Regions from separate parts of the Hordeum vulgare genome. Here region 1 is linked to region 2. A link is a contact called in public Hi-C data. All regions are on one chromosome and are shown on one strand. Each heading gives the region's core, a stretch centred on a gene start, on an enhancer-like site or on the middle of the called end of the contact. The rest is flanking DNA. Distances are from core to core; before and after follow the strand shown. Region 1 holds the start of LOC123449156 (ACT domain-containing protein ACR8-like). Region 2 holds the start of LOC123446700 (IRK-interacting protein-like).

Region 1 (6,916 bases), core at 131-2,630, 920 kb before region 2:
CCACGCGGTGAAGATCGAGGAGGAGGAGGAGAGAGGGCGAGGCCGCCGGGGCTCGGACGGGGTGCGGCGGGGCGCGGGCGAGGCGCGGCGGGGCTTGGTCAAGGCCGCCGGGGCTCGGGAGGGGCGCGGAGGGGCTCGGGCTAGGCCGCCGGAGCTCGGGAGGGGCGCGGAAGGGCTCGGGTGAGTCGCGACAGAGCTCGGGCGTGGTGCGGCGGGGCTTGGGCGAGGCCGCCGCGGCTCGGGAGGGGCGCGGGAGGGCGAGGGCGAGGTGGTCGGGGAGCGACGGGGCGAGGGTGAGGCTGGGCGAGGGTGCACGGGCTCAGCATAGCTCTGCTCAGCTCATCTCCGCGGGGGTATTGGGCTCAGCTATGCAAATGCCTCTTTTTTGCATCAGTTGATGTATGCTCTTCTCAACCCATACACCGTACCAAACAGCGAAAAGTGAGTCGAAAAGAGAATTTTTGGGCTCATACATTCTCTATGCAGGCTATCAAACACGTTATATATATATATATGAGTGTTTACGTCTATGTTGTATTAAAGAAAAAGGCTACGCTAAATTACAGGTGTCGAGTACGGAAGCAGGATTTTCAGTCACCGTTTTTTTTTTTAAGAAACATTTTTATTCACCGGGTGAATCTTTTTGGCCGCGACGGCTTATAGAGAAGGAAGAAGAAAAAGGTCGAGCGGGTTCCAGGTGATGGTTAGCTTGGATGGCAAGAAAGAAGGGAGAGGCGGTGGCACTGGGCCATGGGCGACACGTACGAACAGACGGGTGCGTGACGCGGCCACCGTTGGGTGGAGGCGGGGCCAGTCGCGGCAGGTGTGGCCGCGAGCGGTGGCATGGGATTGGTGTGAAGGAGCTCCGCGTGTGTGTCGTCCTTTCTGGACGCGGTTGTTGACCGGGGTCGGTGCCGCCGCGGCTCTCCCTTTCCCCTGTTTCTCTAAACCCTTCCCTCCCGTGCGTGCGTTGTAGCTTGCCATGCTTTCCAAGTTACTCTACAATACATACATGGCTGCTGGAATGCATCAACGGAGTGCATACGAGTCAGCATTTCGCCGAACGTTCAGTCAGGCGTTAAATGTTTTCAGTCTATTCTTCGAAACCGACGTATGAAAAAAAACAGTCAAGCACGTAAGAGCAACTCTCCATAATCCTCTGTCACGATTAGACTAATACAGCACTGGAGTCGAGCAGAGTAGTCTCTAGTCTAGAGCAGAGCAAAGCAAAGTTGCACCCAGACGCAAGAAAGAATCTGAAAAGGCACGACGTGCGTGCGTGCGTACGTGGTGACCGGTGGCAGCCACGCACGGGCCACTCACTCACCCACGCCCCTGTCAGTCAGTCCCTCGGTCGGTGGTTCCCCTCGCCGGGATCTCCTACAAAAACTCCCCACACGCCGCAGCCTCCCGCCGTTTCCATCCGCAGCAGCCCTGAGCGTTTCTCGGTGAACGCAACGCGCACACACACACCAGACCAGCCCAGTCGCCAGTCCAAGTCCATTTGCCCGGTCCGTCCTGGGCAGCGACCGCGGTTTGACTCCGGGAGCCAAAAACCCAAATCCACGCCTGGAATCGCGAGGATTTGGTTGGGGGTGGGGGGCTTGATTTTCTTTTCTCCGCCCGTTTTAGCCGACGCTGACCGAGACAACACCGGCCATCCCCACACAAAACCGGCTGCCCGCGCCGCGATACGCACACCGGCGCCCAAAACCCACCGTCTCCACGCCCGATTTTTGAACCGCTCCGCCCACCCAACCCAAACCTTCCTTCCTCCTCCTCCCCTCCCCTCCCCTCCCCTTTGGTTGGGTGGGGAAAAAAGGAAAGCGGCCAGGAGGGAGGAGGGCAAGAAACCGCCGCGGAAGGAAGGAAACTGAAGCGGCGACCCATCGGGCTCCGGCCATGGAGCGCTGCCATCCCTCCGAGGTGTACGAGCTCTTCGTCCGCCACATGAACACCCCGAGGTGAGTAGATTGGGCGCGGGTGGGGGGGTTCCAATTTGGCGACGCGCTTCTTTGGTTTTCTTTCTTGCGTCGATCTCGAGCGGCTTTGCTGAGCGTTTGGGTGCTTGCGCGGCGGTGCAGCGTGGTGGTCGACAACGGGGTGTGCGAGACGGCGACGCTGGTGCAGGTGCACAGCGCGCGGAAGCACGGCGTGCTGCTGGAGGCGGTGGCCGCGCTGTCGGAGCACGGCGTCTGCGTCCGCAAGGGCTACATCTCGTCCGACGACGGCCGGTGGTTCATGGACGTGTTCCACGTCACCGACGCCGCGGGACGCAAGGTCGCCGACGCCGACAAGCTGCTCGTCCGCCTCGACTCCTCGCTCGCCGCCGCGGCGGCCGCGACCGACGCATTGCCGCCCGCCAAGGAGGCGCTCTGCCTGCTGGAGCTCATCGGCGTCGACCGCCCGGGGCTGCTCTCGGAGGTGTTCGCCGTGCTGCACGACCTGCGCTGCAGCACCGTGGACGCCAAGGCCTGGACGCACGGCGGCCGCGTGGCCGCCCTGGTGTTCGTCCGCGACGAGGACACCGGCGCGCCCATCCACGACGCGGCCCGGATCAGGCGCATCGAGTCCCGGCTCAGGCACGTCCTCCGCGGCGGCGCGCGCGGCGCGAGGACGGTACTGCTCGACGCCGCGGCGGTCGGCAACCTGGACCGGAGGCTCCACCAGCTGCTAAGCGAGGACAGGGAGGCCGACCGCCGCGCCCCCTCGGAGGGCCCGACGACGGCGGCCACGGCAGTGGCGGTGCAGGAGTGGGGGGAAAGGGGGTACTCGGTGGTGACCGTGAGCTGCCGCGACCGGCCGAAGCTGCTGTTCGACGTGGTCTGCACCTTGACGGACCTGGACTACGTGGTGTACCACGGCACCTTCGACACCGACGGCGATCACGCGCAGCAGGTGAGGCTTCTACCAGCTTCTTGTTCAATCGGTCTACAGGATTCTTCTTCTCCTTGGAGCAGGTTGTGTGCCCCGTATTTCGGGGAGCTTTAAATTCCCCTCTTGATAGTAGTTCTTGGCCCGGGCTTCCTAGACGTTTCTTTGCCCTTCCATCAATCTGTCCTCGTCGGCTACTTGCTCGATTCAATTCTACCACAGTTCTTATGTTACGTTGGCTCCAAACTTTACTCTGAGCGGGCAAAAGGTTCAAATGGAATAGTTTCTCCCTGTTAAATAGGAAATGGAATTAAAGTTTCACCTCAATCACATCAGAGATCACGCCAGTAGTATATCTCCTAAAATCATACTATATGATGATTAGCGTCGAAATGTTTATCTCCTGCGCTGCAAGAAGGAATTGAGATTACTCCATGTAACTGCTCTGATCCGATCTCCGTTTGCTTTGTGCCTTTGGGCGCAGGAATTCTACATCCGGCGGCTGGACGGGCGGGCGATCAGCTCGGAGGGCGAGAGGCAGCGGGTGATCCAATGCCTGCAAGCGGCGATCGAGAGGCGCGCGTCCGAGGTGCGTCCGTCCGGTCCCAATTGAATATCTCCTTTCCTTGCCCTCCATGCCACGCCACCCTGGACAAAAAAGCACCCGATTCCCCACCAAGGAGTCCCTTTCCGCCCAACTTTCCACCTGCGCGCCATGTGTTCGGCCGAAATCCACGTCCATCTAACGCGATCCTCCTCCTTGGTTGCGTGCAGGGCGTGAGGCTGGAGCTGCGCATCTCCGACCGGCGCGGGCTGCTCGCCTACGTGACGCGGGTGTTCCGGGAGAACGGCCTCTCGGTCACGCACGCCGAGATCACCACCAGGGGCGACATGGCGGTGAACGTCTTCCACGTCACGGACGTGGCCGGCCGCCCCGCCGACCCCAAGACCATCGACGAGGTCATCCACGGCGTCGGCACCGACTGCCTCCGGGTGGACGAGGAGCGGTGGCCCCGCCTCTGCTCGACGGAGGGGGACGCCGGCGCCGGCGCCGGCGCAGGCCTCTTCTCGCTGGGCAGCCTCGTGAAGAAGAACCTCTACAACCTCGGCCTCATCAGATCCTGCTCCTGAAGGACCGGAGGAGGAAGACGCGTGTCGGACGGGATGGCTGTGTGAATATGGGACGGTACAGGGGTTAGTTTGTAAAATACAGTATTAACTAGGAGTAGGTCTTATTTCCTAGGCCTAGTGGTTACGTGTACATAGCAGACACGAGGAAGTTGCTGGTGGTCGTGTATATACGTATGTTCCATTTACGTGCAAGTAGACAAATAGAACGATGTAAATAGGATTTGTACATATACGTACTATGCTATACTAGTGCTTTAGTTCCTTGTACCAGTTGTTTTACACGTTCACAAATTAAGCTGCCGATATAGTAAAAAGGGAGGGATTTTTAGATTAAGAGCGTGTTCGGACTCTCTCCACTCCTGAACTCCGCTCCCGGAGCCGGCAGAGCAGCGCCGAACGCTTGAACTCCGTGGAGTTGAAATTCCGGCTACAGTGCAATTTTACGGAGCCGTCGTTTTCAGGATCTCACATCTTTCAAATCACAGAGTTGGTAAAATTTACAAAGGAATTGCCATCGGGAAGTGAAAAACGGTTCGAGCTGCAGCGTCCGACTAGCTCGCTTCTGCCTCTCCTCGTGAATGGGTAGCGAAGCTGCCTGCCGAACAGTTTCTCCTGAAGCTCCCGATTCACAAGGAGCAGCATTTCGGATGGAGGAGATGGAGTTGAGGATTCCGAGGAGCCGGACTATTTCCGAACAGGCTCTAAATACCTGAAAATCATACGTAGAAAGTTGCCCCAGAGAAGTACCTGAGAATATAATCTTTTAGAGTTGCATGTATTGATTAAAGTTGTGTGTTGGACGCTGCTACTGCTACGAACTGAAAAACATATAAATTCCATATACTCGGGTGTTTGGTGCATAAGAATAAATAAAAGACACAAAAAAATTCTAATAAACACTGTTAAATTAAAATCAAACCATGTGGAAAAGTATTACTGTTATTCATTAGCACGTTATTATGTCAATAAGGATCTCGGTCTCATTTTTTGTGCATAGGAATTTTATAAAGAAGTTCAACTGGATTCTAACATCCCTGTCTCTTTCCTCTAAAGCTTTGTTTAAATGGAAAAAATTCCTTCCCTACATTCTTTTGAACCAAAAGCTTCCTTCCTATTTCCTTCGAACCAAATAAGGCCTTAAAGCTGGAGTTTCCATATTTCACTAGTGTGCCATGCTATGTTTGCAGATGATTAGCCCATAAGAGCAGAGCTAGGTCTTCATAAAGAAACAACTCGTGACATACCCTGAATCTGAAAAGCATCCCAGCGGAATCAAGTATTTATGTTACGTACCCTTCATACAATATGTCAGTGGACATTTCAAACTGCAATGACGCAACAGCATTTCCAAGGTGCTGCCATGTGTCAAGACAAGAGAAGCTATAAAATGATAAACGTCGCAAACCGGCATTATGAAAAGTCCAAATGTAGGCCAAAAGGAAGATTAATCGACCAAGTATGACGATCGTTTTGACGCGATTTTGTTTGAACTTTGCAGCCACCCAACGATCCTCCACCGCGACAAGAAACCCTGCAAGCCCACAAAAAGAAAAAGAAAAGACAAGAAACCCTGCAGAAAAGTTGGTTTCTCTATCCAGCGGCGATTCGTTCGTTGTGTTTCAGCATCAGCCGCGCTACAAAATCGACCTGCGGCTGGCCAGTGATCCACGAGGCGTCCATGGGTGGCACGACCCTGTCTGCCCCCGGAAAAAGAAACATGCCAAGGGTCGCCGCAGCCGACCACGTATGCATCGTGCCTTGCTTTCACGAGAATTTTCGCCGTTGGCCTCCATCGCGAAGGCAGCAAATAAACTTTTAAAAACCAGCCGACCGGGTCACGCGCGCATGCAGAAGAAGCAGAAGGGTCTGGTGGAGACTGGAGAGTGGATGCCAACCAACCACCACCGACCTACCGCCCCAACCGCCGTTGATCGAACCACACCAGAAGCACGCTTGGCACAGTGATAGCTAGCAGCAGCAGCGGCGGCGGCAGTACCGACGATATTTGCTTTCGGGGCAGCTGCGAACTGGGCGACGAAAAGGACAGGCTAACAAAGTAACAAGTTGGTTTCGTCGCTGGAGATCTGAGACGGCGTTGGTCTGGTTTGGTTTGGTGGGGTGGGGTCCGGACGAGGCCGCTGGTTTCCTCGTCCGTCACCCCGCAGGAGATCGGATCTGGGCGAGGACGACCGGTGGTGGTTGCGGCGTCGGTCAGTCAGTGCACGCGGAGCAAAACGTGCGGGGAATTACAGCCACCTTGGGCTCGTCGGCAGCCATCGTTACCGTTTAATCAAACCAAATCAACCACAAGACACAAGTTGACAACTGGGCGAGAGGTCCCTCTCTCTCTCTCCCTCTCTTTGCAAATTACGATGGGCCGTACTGGTGCTGCGATGATGGCTGGTTACCGTCGGCGAGCTGCAAGCTGGAGCGGTCGATGAAGAGGCTTGCATGCTCTTTACAGGATGGATATGTGTATCCGGATCGAGTGCTGGGGGGAAACCGTTCGTACTAGGAATAGGTGGCACTGAGTGGCGGTGTCGAGGGGCTCCTGGCGTCGTGTCGGCCCGGATCTGAGCTGGCCCGGCATGTCGATCAGCTTGTCCAGCGGCAGGGGCGACCGGATGCTTGGCACGCATGTTGCGTATGCAACCTGCTTTCGCTCACCTACTATCGAGGCGGCATCGTCCTGACGAGGACGACGCCCCTGCTGGCTTCGATTTCGACAAGGATACGCAGGCCGCTCGCTTCTTGTCTGGCCCTCTAGAGGAGTGTACTCCAGCACTTGCTAGTAATTGATTCCCGGGGGCATTCAAAACGACAGCTCAAGAACTCGCTGCGTCACGGTCATGATCGGATCATGGCAGGTTGAGCAACATTTAATACTCATTATGTGATAGCTGATGCTAAA
Region 2 (6,972 bases), core at 4,015-6,514:
GACTCAGATAGACATCCCTCTAGTCATCTAAGTGATACATGATCCATATCGACTAGGCCGTGTCCGATCATCACGTGAGACGGACTAGTCATCAATGGTGAACATGTCCATGTTGATCATATCTACTATATGACTCATGTTCAACCTTTCGGTCTCTCGTGTTCCGAGGCCATGTCTGTACATGCTAGGCTCGTCAAGTCAACCTAAGTGTTTCGCGTGTGTAAATCTGACTTACACCCATTGTATGTGACGTTAGAATCTATCACACCCGATCATCACGTGGTGCTCCGAAACAACAATCCTTCGCAACGGTGCAAACTTAGGGGGAACACATTTCTTGAAATTTTAGTGATGGATCATCCTATCTACTACCGTCGTTCTAAGCAAATAAGATTTAAAACATGATAAACATCACATGCAAATCATAAAGTGACATGATATGGCCAATATCATCTTGCGCCTTTGATCTCCATCTTCGGGGTGCGGCATGATCACCATTGTCACAGGCACGACACCATGATCTCCATGATCGTGTCTTCATTAAGTTGTGTCGCCAACTATTACTTCTACTACTATGGCTAACGGTTAGCAATAAAGTAAAGTAATCACATGGCGCTTTTGATTGATACGCAGATCATATAATAAATTAAGACAACTCCTATGGCTCCTGCCGGTTGTCATACTCATCGACATGCAAGTCGTGATTCCTATTAATAGAACATGATCAATCTCATATATCACATATATTTCATCACATCCTTTTGGCCATATCACATCACATAGCATACCCTGCAAAAACAAGTTAGACGTCCTCTAATTGTTGTTGCAAGTTTTACGTGGCTGCTATGGGTTTCTAGCAAGAACGTTTCTCACCTACATTATAGCCACAGCGGTGATATGCCAATTGCTATTTACCCTTCATAAGGACCCTCTTCATCGAATCCGATCTGACTAGAGTGCGAGAGACATACACCCGCTAGCCACCTTATGCAACAAGTACATGTCAGGCGGTGGAACCAGTCTCATGTAAGCGTACGTGTAAAGTCGGTCCAGGCCGCTTCATCCCACAATGTCGCCAAATCAAGATAGGACTAGTAACAATAAGCAAATTGACCAAATCATTGCCCACAACTTACTTGTATTCTACTCGTGCATAGAATCTATGCATAGACCTAGCTCATGAGGCCACTGTTGGGTAACGTAGTAATAATTCAAAATTTTCCTACGTGTCACCAAGATCAATCTAGGAGATGCTAGCAACGACAGAGAGAGAGTGCATCTTCATACCGTTGAAGATCGCTAAGCAGAAGCGTTGCAATGAACGCGGTTGATGGAGTCCTACTCGTGGCGATTCAAATCACGGAAAATCCGATCCAAGCGCCGAACGAACGGCGCCTCCGCGTTCAACAGACGTACATCCCGGGGACGTCTCCTCCTTCTTGATCCATCAAGGGGAAGGAAAAGTTGAGGGCTCACGACGGCGTGGTGGCGGTGGAGCTTGTTGTTCTCCGGCATGGCTTCGCCAAGCACTATGGAGGAGGAGGTGTAGGAGGGGTAGGGATGCGCCAGGTGGAAGAGATTCAGGTGTGTTGCAGCCCTCTCACCCCTCCTCTATTTATAGGGGGAAGGGGAGAGGGTGCCGACCACCTTAGATGGCCTAGGAGGGGGCGGCGGCGGCCAAGGGGGGTGGCTTGCCTCCCAAGTTGGTGGGAGGCTGCCCCCATGCCCTAGGGTTCCCAGCCCTAGGCGCCTTGGGCCCTTGGCTGGTGCGCACAAGCCCACGAGGGAGCTGGTTCCCTCCCACCTTCGGCCCACGTGGCCCTCCGGGACAGGTGGCCCCTCCTGGTGGACCCCCGGAACCCTTTCGGTGGTCCCGGTACAATACCGATAAACCCAGAAATCTTTCCGGTGACCGAAGCTGGATTCCCCATATATAAATCTTCACCTCCGGACTATTTTGGAACTCCTCGTGACCTCCCGGATCTCATCCGGGACTCCGAACAACTTTCGGTAACCACATACAATTCCTATTACAACTCTAGCGTCACCGAACCTTAAGTGTGTAGACTCTACGGGTCAAGGAACCATGCAGACATGACCGAGACACCTCTCCGGGCAATAACCAATAGCGGGATCTTGATACCCATATTGGCTCCCATATGTTCCATGATGATCTCATCGGATGAACCTTGATGTTGGGGATTCACTTAATCCCGTATACAATTCCCTTTGTCTATCGGTATGATACTTGCCCGAGATTCAACCGTCGGTATCCCTATACCTTGTTCAATCTCGTTATTGACAAGTCTCTTTACTCGTTCCGTAATACATTATCCTGTGGCAAACTCCTTTATCACATTGAGCTCATTATGATGATGTATTATCGAGTGGGCCCAGAGATACCTCTTCGTCATACAGAGTGACAAATCACAATCTCGATTTGTACCAACCCAACAGATACTTTCGGGTATATCTGTAGTGCACCTTTATAGTCACCTAGTTACGTTGTGACGTTTGATACACCCAAAACATTCCTACGGTATCCGGAAGTTGCACAATCTCATGGTCTAAGGAAATGATACTAGACATTAGAAAAGCGCTAGCAAACGAACTACACGATCTTGTGCTATGCTTAGGATTGAGTCTTGTCCATCACATCATTCTCCTAATGATGTGATCCCGTTATCAACGACATCCAATGTCCATGGTCAGAAAACCATAAACATCTATTGATCAACGAGCTAGTCAACTAGAGGCTCACTAGGGACATGGTGTGGTCTATGTATTCACACATGTATTACGGTTTCCGGTTAATACAATTAAAGCATGAACAATAGGCAATTACCATGAACAAGGAAATATAATAATAACCATTTCATTATTGCTTCTAGGGCATATTTTCAACAGTTGAACCATTTGAATATGTACGCCCCATTACAACACACATGGACAATTAACTATTTAAGATAAGATTGATGTTGAACCATTTGAAATGTCCAACTATGACAGAAAACCGAGTGGGAAGGGGAGGGCCCGGTGGGAAAATGAAAGGGTGTGTCGTGGGTTCTTTTTGGGACCTTGTGTTGGAGATAACATCGCAAATAGTTCGGACGAATATATTTCTCCTCCATATATGGGCTGAATTTGAGAAACCCAGACACCATACGGTTAAAATTTTGGGAGCTTGTTGGGTGTCGTTCGATGTCCCGACACATTGAGACATATGAGGGAGGAGCAAGTTTCGACCTTGAGACACAATTTTTGATTAATATATATGTGTTGTAGGTCGTAACAAGGCACAAACGTTCTACTAGTTGACAGAAGTTTGTACTCCTATATGACAGTGTATAGACCGGCAGTGGCTATGGAAGGATTGTGGGGGATGACAGACGGTTGGTGATGACTGCCTGTTTATTTATGGTCTCGTGTTCTATATACGCATGTCGGACATGCAGCCTGTTTGTATTTCATATTATTGCTCGATCGATCGTGTGATCCTACATTCCCTGTGTCCTGATCACACAGCTGAACTATGTGCCGAATTCCCACACGACTCAACTGCTACTGGATCAACGAACAGTGGTCGATGGACCGATCGTTCGGCGCCGCTCCAGAGCGACTGCAACTCCGCGAGTACTCCGAATCGTACGCCTCCTTTCGTCGTCCGGCCGCGCCACTTACATCATTAACTCCGGCGGTTCGGTTGGCGCCTGGTACGATCGACCACACCAAACTCTGTGCGGCACGACGCGCACGGGGCTGTACGTCGCCGCGCGGCCATGCGGAGCCATGGCACCGCGCCTCGCCGTTCGGCCCATGCGGTTCGGTTGGGGATGTAGGAGTACGTCAGTTCAACCCGGCACAACGGTGGCATGCGCCTCCCACTCTCCCGGTTCCAGGCAAATGGGAAGGGCGGCACAGGCAGGCACGGCCAACTAATTTGCCCGGATCTCGTCGCTGCTTTGAATTCTGATCGTCCGGCCTGCCAGTGATCCGCTTGAATTTGCAGCTGGTCGTCCTGCATGCTGCCAGTCCTTCCTCGATGCACGCCTTGGCGCGCGGTTGTTGGTCGGGGTTGATCGGCGCGTACTGTAGTCCGTAGCTATCTCTACATAATGTGATGCGAACGGTTGTGGTTGTGGGCGTACATGCATGCACGCGTGGTGCCAGCCGGCCGGTACCGCGGTACTATTTGCTGTCCATCCGTATGCAGCGCTAGCAATCTCTGTCTTATTTTTTGTAGAGGATCCACGTCCCTGTCGCCTCGCCATGCATATGGAGGGGAGATGCGGACGAGCATTGGTGACCGAGAGAGCTTTTGTGGACGACCATACGGAGGTTGAGGTTGTTGATCAGCATGCCGTAACGTGCATCCCCGCCACTTTGATCCACCACCGTCCTTTTATACCCCCCAAAGACTCCTGAACCCGATATATTGTCTCGTCCAGGGTCATGCCGTCATGGACTCATGGTGCAGTTAACTTCAAATTTAAGGCGAACCCCATTTGATTCTTGGACCGGGTCAGTGCTGTCTAGTTCAAGGTCACGCCGTCACGGCAAGAACCAGTCGAAACCGAGGTGCTGGTCTCGTTACCTTGACGCACCTCACCTGCAAAGTCCACTGCCGGTTTAATTCGCGAAAACTACAGCTTCCCCGTCGCAATCTTTCTCCCACAGATCTAATGCTGCTACACTACACTACAATCCAATTGTTCGATCAAATCAGTTTAAACTCCTGTGGCGGGCACAGCGGCACGAGGAGACTGGTTTCGTCGCGAGTACGATCCAAGCGATGGCGGATCTCAAGCCTGAGGCTCTGAGCTCGGTGGCCATGGGCTGGGCTGGTCCTCCGGCCTAAGCGAGCAGGGGTTCTTTGACTTCAAAATCGCAGGCGGAGTAGCACCTCGCCTGGAGGCACCTCGCGAAAGTCACCAGCCGGCAGACGTCGTCGCAGCTGCAGTGACGCAACAAGTGACAAGAGGCGGGAAAGGGTCGATCGGCGCCTCTCCACTCCACTGTATGTCATCAGGCTCAGGAGGACGGAATCCACCGCATTCAGTTCCACGCACGGGACTCGGGGTCGCGCCACGATTCTGGATTCATTGGCAGCATGTTGGAGAGTGCGGGGCGGTCCAGCAGATGGGTCGACGTCCGGATTTATGGTGTCCTCCCTACCCAACCTGCCGTGCCGACTGCCCTTAATGTGCCCGCTCAAAAACTCATGATACGTACGAGTATTTGCGCAGTGAATACAACACGTGTATCTCCTCTCATGAGATGCAAAATCTGAGAGAAGAGGCCCTTCAGAAAAATATATCTGAGAAGAGGAGGAGAGGAGAGCGATAAATGGAGATCGAGAGAGAGGAACAATGCAGGGAGGGAGAGATGGTCCAGACGGGGTGTGGGAAGCATTAAACGCACCAACGACCCGAACTGACGGGCATTCATGTCCCGCGTCGTCCTGCCTGCCTGCGTCTAGGCTGAGCCCTCGTTCCCTTCCCCGTGAAGTAGCGAAGACTGCAAGAAAAGACGTCGTCCCACGTACACGCACAGTAGAGGCTACAGACGCAAGCAACCAACACGGCGCACCACAGCAAGCACAGCACTGAGCACTGTCGCCTCGCCAGCCGCCACCACCGCAAGGCAAAAGCCACCCTCCCTACGCTAGCGTCCGACCACCGCAAATCCCAACCGAACAAAAGGCCATTCTTCTCCGTAGACGCTAGCGTTCGATCCGCAGCCATGGTGTCCTCCCCGTCCCCTTCCCCTACCTCCACTTCTGCGGTGAGTTCTTACGATATGCATGTATGCCTCTGTTCGTCGAGTTGGGTCGTGGATGCTCCTTTCTTGCTTGCTTGCTTGCTTCAGAGCTGCAATGCTAAGCGGTAATCATCAGGTATCCGAGACCAAGCGGCACGCCGGCGTCGCGACGACGGCCTCGGAGAAGCTGGACCAGAAGTACGCGCACTCCGCGACGCCGCTCCACGGGCATGGTGGTGGTGGTGGCGCCAAGAAGACGCCGCGGCGGGGGAGGAGCGAAGGCGGCGCCGCCGACTCGGCGGCCTATGTCGCGGCGGTGTCCTGCTCCGACTGCCGCTTCAAGCAGCGCGCCCTGGCGCCGGCGTCGCCAGGGGCCGTTATCCGCTCGCTGTTCGTCTCCCTCACCCGACGCTCCACCCCGCGCTCCTCGCCGTCTCCGACGTCGGCCTCGGAAGGCGACGCGGGTGAGGGCGAGCAGTGGCGCCTGGCCGCGGCCGACCTCTCGCGGCGGCTCGCCGCGGCCACGCGGACGCGGGACGACGCGGTGGAGGAGACCTCGCGGCTGAAGCAGTCCCTCGCCGAGCTGGAGCTCAAGCTCGCGCGCCTCGAGGCCCGCGTGCTCCCCACGCCGGCCGCCGCCGTCTTCCCCGTCGAGTCGTTCCTCCGCGCCGTCTCCACGGCGCGCGCCACCGTGCGGAACCTCACGCGCGCGCTCTCCACCCACCTGCGCAGCCCCGCGAGCCCCGGCCCCAACCTCGAGAGCTTCCTGAACCGCGCCTTCCACGCGGACTTCGAGCTGGACACCGACGGCGACGTCCACACCGCGGACCCAGCGGGCCGGTGCGAGGCCAACCTCGCGGCGTACCACGCCGTGGCGGCGCTGACCTGGGAGGAGGTGCTCATCCACGGGACGAAGCACTACAGCGACGGGCTGAGCCGTTTCTGCGACGCCAAGATGAGCGAGGTGGTGTCGTCCCTCGGGTGGGCGCGCGCGCGCCCGTGGCCGGAGCCGCTGCTGCAGGCCTTCTTCCTGGCGGCCAAGGGCGTGTGGGGGGTGCGCCTCCTGGCGCGGTCCGTGCACCCGCCGCTGCCCGTCGTGCGCGTCGACCGCGGCGCGCGCTTCGACTCGCGGTTCATGGAGGACGCCGCGGCCTCGCGCGCCGGGCGGCTGGAGCCGGCCAGCGTGAAGATGATGGTGGCGCCGGGGTTCCA

What was found. A called contact is a pair of places that touch in the nucleus more often than the background predicts.
Region 1: a contact with region 2 is called in a Hi-C map of leaf, with 5 times the contacts expected there. The contact joins the promoter of LOC123449156 here to the promoter of LOC123446700 in region 2. A contact is called at or near these places in 3 of 6 Hi-C or Micro-C datasets (leaf and seedling) and 1 of 1 datasets of contacts at active chromatin or transcription factors (embryo).

Annotation. Positions count from the first base shown.
Region 1 is chr4H:502,140,548-502,147,463 of MorexV3_pseudomolecules_assembly, reverse strand. It overlaps LOC123449156 (ACT domain-containing protein ACR8-like), which reads left to right and starts at 1,380. Exons shown (of 4, transcript XM_045126262.1): 1 at 1,380-1,964; 2 at 2,085-2,898; 3 at 3,359-3,463; 4 at 3,649-4,272. The coding sequence starts at 1,903. The coding sequence ends at 4,005.
Region 2 is chr4H:501,225,751-501,232,722 of MorexV3_pseudomolecules_assembly, reverse strand. It overlaps LOC123446700 (IRK-interacting protein-like), which reads left to right and starts at 5,264. Exons shown (of 2, transcript XM_045123257.1): 1 at 5,264-5,784; 2 at 5,897-6,972. The coding sequence starts at 5,743.